Linked DNA regions of Drosophila melanogaster: region 1 is linked to region 2. The links are chromatin contacts, called in public Hi-C maps. All regions are on one chromosome and are shown on one strand. The core of a region is the stretch at or near the end of the contact, and the rest is flanking DNA. Distances in the headings are between cores, read along the strand shown. Region 1 holds the start of lncRNA:CR45643 (long non-coding RNA:CR45643). Region 2 holds the start of lncRNA:CR43459 (long non-coding RNA:CR43459).

The links. Hi-C and Micro-C count contacts between places; a contact is called where the count stands out from the background.
Region 1: a contact with region 2 is called in a Hi-C map of the Kc167 cell line, with 4 times the contacts expected there. A contact is called at or near these places in 2 of 107 Hi-C or Micro-C datasets (the Kc167 cell line and the S2 cell line).

Annotation. Positions count from the first base shown.
Region 1 is chr3R:16,222,032-16,224,745 of dm6, forward strand. lncRNA:CR45643 (long non-coding RNA:CR45643) reads left to right here and starts at 1,364. Exons shown (of 1, transcript NR_125181.1): 1 at 1,364-1,823.
Region 2 is chr3R:10,092,331-10,095,030 of dm6, forward strand. It overlaps lncRNA:CR43459 (long non-coding RNA:CR43459), which reads left to right and starts at 1,431. Exons shown (of 1, transcript NR_133372.1): 1 at 1,431-2,700.

The DNA.
Region 1 (2,714 bases), core at 114-2,613, 6.1 Mb after region 2:
AACATATTATAGGATCATGACAATTATTTATATTATTCAATTTTCTTTGGTTTCTGATTGATTATCATGTCTTACAATAAAAACATTTGCATTTGCTACATCAATGGGGGAGGCAAGGGGCCTTGATCAACTTTTGGGACAGGCAAATATTTCTTAAGGTTATAGAAGACCCTATTCAATAACCAAAACGCCCACGCCCCTGGCTTACCGCATTTTCAGTTTTGTTTGCCTTCATATGCTTACTTATAGATGTGTGTATATGCCCGAGGTGTGTGTGTGTCTCTCTGTGTGTGTTCATATAGATGCATATGTATTTGAGTATATCATACATGTACATAAAGGCCAGCAATTGTATGTGTATGCTGTGGCACATACAGTGAAAGCTCTAACAAATGCTCTTGCACCGGCTCTCAGGTGAAATCCTTTTCCGAGATCCCCCCAATAAATGGCAACCCATCCCACTTGGCTGATATTCCTACGTTGCAGTTTCTTTTTACTTCGCTGAGGGGAAATTCAAACGTAGAAATGAGGGTGACTCTAAGCCAGGGACCACTGTGGCAGAGTGGGGTGGATAAGCCTCGAAAACAAAATCATCAAAGCGAGCACTCAACCCCCAGCTAGCCAGCTGAACGAAAGAAGCGGGCTGCATGGGATGAGATGTGGACACGGCTCTAGTTGGGCATGAGAAGCGCGTAGAAAGGCCTGTGGCAGAAATGAAATATCAATAAATGATTAACATTTCGGGCAATCAAGAGAATTTTATTAGAAACACAGAATTATTAAAGCCTTCCGTAGGCAAAGTCGGTTAAGACTTTAATAATGGAAGTTGAGCAATCGAAAAGGCTTATGGGTGATAAGAGGTACATTCAGTACATCTACTGATCATCATCAAGAGAACCCTATTACTTTCTTTTATAAACTCTTAAAATACGTTTATAATCGTAACGATTTGCCTAGACCGTATAGGTTTACTTATGTATCTCTCTCTCTCTCTCTGCTGATTTATCTGCATATTTCATTAAATTACTGTCTTGATCTATCTATCTTGGCTCTCTACGCAATCTGTGATCAATTGATAAAAGTCATTATACCCCTTGTTTTAATAGATAGTTTTAACTTTCCGGAAATTCCGACTTGCTGCCTATGCGCCCATCTATCTCTACATATCCCATATTCTCCCTGTGCCCCCTATTACGGGGGAACCCCGTAACCCAAGGCAATGCATATTTGAACTTTTTTTTTTTTTTGATAGAGCAGACAAAGCCATCGGCGACTGATGAAGCGCCCCTTCCCCTGTTTCTGCTCCTGCCTCTGTCACTTCAGGCTGAGTCCCCTTAGACTGAAGCTTCGACTGAGACAGACCACAGACTCCGTCTTCGACCTTTCGTAGACAAAGCAGAGCCGCAACTGGCGGCAATAACCACGCGACAAGAACGGCGCTCGTCGACGGTGACGCTGTCGCTGCTGAGACTCGTTAATGTTGCTGATACCATGGCCATAGCCATAGCCATAGCCATAGGTTGCCAGTTGCGAGTTGGTGTGGCCGTTGCTGTTGCTGTTGTTGCCGCATTGGATTCTGTTCCTCTGTTCCTGCTGGTGCTTCTGCTTCTGCCGCTGCCACTGCCACTGCGATGTTGTAAAAGTTTTGCGCACAAATCAGCAGCACAGCCAAAGGATACGCAAAGTGGATGAATAACAGCGGCAACAACATCACCACACTGAGCGATCAAACATTCAAACGGAAATGTATTTGCTTAAATGGAACACATTATTATTAAACATAAGCATGATTGAGAAAATAATTACATAGAAATACGCCTTTTAAATATTTCTAAAATAAAACAAAAATGTTTAAAACATATATTTTTGGATTGTTTGTACAGATATTATATTCATCTTTAGAATTTCCTGAGAAACGTAGAGCTAAGGATTTAAGCTCTTGTTTTCCATACTATTTACAGCAATATACATGGAGTTTTTTATGAAGTTTCTAGAAATTATATTTGTTTTCAGTGAAAATGGCATTTTCAGCGATTGGCGCTCGAAGGCGAACAATGAATGCCACAGCCGCCAGAGTGGCCAGCATCGTTAAAGCTTTAACCGACTCCCCTTTCTGCTAGCCTCCCATTACCACGGCGCTGTCCCCTCTTTCAAATCCCCACAAAAAAAAACCCCTTTTGCCAATTTCGAGGCTGCGCTGCGTCGCACAAATTTCAATGCGCTCTTGCCTCGAAACGGTGGAAAATGCGCGTCCGTTGTTAGTCGGAAAACGTCGTCATCCGTCGACGGTTGTTTTGGCTGCCTTTGGACCAGGAGTTTTCCGCCAGCAGAGGCAGCGACAGAAGCAGAGGCAGCGACAAAAGCAGCGACCACGACAGAACTAGAAATCCGGCATTACACTCAACAAAAACTTTTGCTAAACCAATTATTCATGAACTAAAAAAAAGCGTTTGCATAATGTCCTAAATTTATGAACAAGTTTCATATAACTTAGAATATTTCTACCTGATCAATTTTTATCAGAATTTTTAACCATTTTATTATCCATTCTTGTTTAAGTGCGGCTTTAGCTTTTGCCTTGGCAGCAGAAACTTCGGCTCTTCGTTCGGCCTGGCTCTCATAAATGACATAGAGAGAGAGAGAGAGGAAAAGAGGGAGGTGGATGACGGTTGGTAACTGTGGGAGAGCGTGGGCCAAACAAAGAGCCACCCAAC
Region 2 (2,700 bases), core at 181-2,680:
CTTTGTCTTTTCTCGTTCTTTTCTCCCTTGAGGTCAAGGAAAGCGAAATTGATTTTCCGCCCGAGCGAATTTTCCCCCGTTTATTCCATAGTATACGCTTATATACATTGTGTGATAGTTGTGCATTTAAGAGTTTCTTTTTCTGCTTCTGTCTTATGCAATCGCGCTGGGTGACAGAACAGCAAATGATTTTTTCAGTCAACTCATAGAATGAAATCAATTTCTACCCTCTGGACTGGTCAAACAATTATCTGCAGGGTAATTAAAGCCACATTTGTTGCCACACTGTGCATTTTGTTCGCCTTTCGGTGACCTCATGACAAGTTTTATGTCGAAATTAGCTGGGATTGAAGTGCTCGCATATAAAACGCCGTCAAATTCAATAAAAAACGCTAATAATAAACGCCATAAAATTATAGACAATGGCCGAGCTGAGCTCTGCGGCTTACGCAATCCGAGGGATATAGAAATCAAGCTGTGGCTAATATATCATCGGAAATAACAAGTTTATGATAAACAAATTAAATCATTAATCTATGGTACAATTATAGATGAATGCGCTTTTTAAACATTACTCTGATTCATTCGTACAAAACAGTGGATTGCATTTTATTGGTATTATAACCAATAGTTTTTTTTATTAATTCTAAAGATAAACTATTTATCAAACAAATCTGTGCACTGCAATTTTACTTCGTCGTTCCTACCTTAGATGTTTTATATTTTGGTCAGTAGATTTGTGCATTTTCACATCCATCCATCTCCATACATATGTATGTACATATGTACATTCCACAAGTTTGTGTATATTTTTTTTGGGGGATTCATCAGATAGATTAAATTCATAGGGACTGTGTGCAATGTCGACTGTCGGCGCACTTGAAATCATTTATCGCCCAAGATCGTGTGCCAGCTCTCGTTTTATCGAACTAATATTATAATGACAGCAGGTCGTGCATGACGAGATTAACATTAACAATTGCGATACCAGCTGTTGGCCTCAGGGGGAACATTCGCGGTGGAAAAGCGGAATTTTCAATTTAAGGTTGACCTTAGAGCAAAATTTGATCGATAATTTCGCATAATTGTGGAATCTCTCCCACAAAAAAAAACCGAAAAACTAAAAAAACTGTGACACATGCACACGGACTCGCACGCACACAGCGAAACATCACCTTGAACATTAAACTGCAACTGTGCGAGGGAGAAAAAGATAGCCAGCGAGAGCGAAAGAGAGGGTAAGGAATAGATAAAGAGAGCTAGATAGTTTTTGTTTGCGTCATGTGCAACTGCAAAAGCTTTCGGTTTCCGCTGTTCGCATGCATGTGTGCGTCCGTGTGAGTGCGGAGAGAGAGCTTTAACCGAAAGCGCGCTCTCCTCGCTTTTTAGCCTTATCTCAGCTAGCTTTTTTGAACGGCCCGAGCAGCTGACAGTTGCGCTTCAGCATTAGACCAAAGTAGTTTGACTTTTTAGTTTTTAGCCGCGAAGCGAATAGTATATACGTGGCTCTGTGTGTGTGTGCGGTGTGTGTTGTGGCAGCTGCACTTGCAGCGAGAGACAGAAATACATTTCGTACAAAATTCCGCCCTGCATTTAGTATATTTCACCTTAGAGCGTCTTTGCCACACACACACTTGTTACCACTCACACACTGGCAAGCGAGAACAAGACACACACGTGGCCATCAAAGCGGTATCGGTTCGCGTCGCGTTTGGCCTAAAATTGTAACAGTTTTCCTTTTACAACAACGAAGAATACCAGAAGAAGCAAAGCCAAAAACGCAGCTGCAGTTGACGTCGACGCAGTGTTAGCTGCTGCCATCGCTGCTGCAGTCGCCGACGTCCGTTTCTGTTTGGCCCATTGCCGTTGGCCAGCTTCAGTGTTCATTTCCCCATCGAGTCGGCAACAACGAGCGGAAGTCGCAGAGGCCCACAGCCAACGAACAGTCGATCGATCCCCAGCTGAACAGCTGATTAACTGCGTACCCCCACCCCCTCCCGTCCCCACAACCCATAGTGTGATTTTGTACCCCTGGATTGCATAAACCCACAAGCAGAAACGGAAACAGCAATACACCAGCACCAACACTAAGCTAAACCCTCATCAAAATCCAAAAACCAAGCGGGTCTTGGCTTTTTCGGTGGCGTATACGTAATATCAGTCGACTAGCTGCACATCTGCCATTGCAATTGCGATTCTCTGGGCATTATGCAATGGCACAACAAAGAGGCACCCTGTAATTCAAGCAACAACAACACAAAAACAATAGAAGTGCAATGCGAACACATTTTCGCTAACTCACACACACATTGTCAAGCAGTTTTTTTGTGTGTCTAGTCGGGCAATTTGTTTAAAACAATCAGCTGCCTTTTTGCTTTCGTTCGCACAGCGGCAGTTTTAAATTTAGTATCGCTGCAGTCGCTTGTAACCCAAATTTTTTGCATCCCTCTCTCTCTCTCATTTGCTGTGCAAATCGTTTTCATCATCTTATATAAGAAATGAAGCTCAAAATACCCCGGATTTAATTGTGGAATAGGTTATAGACGCTTGACAAGTAAAAATCTTAATTAAAGCCCGACTTGCGGCGACTTGAAAGTGTGGATAAATTCAGGCAAGGCAATTAAATCGGAGGCACTTGCAATCCGAGAGCAACAACTCATACTCAGTCACTTGACCTTGCACAGTTTTCGCCATGCGAGC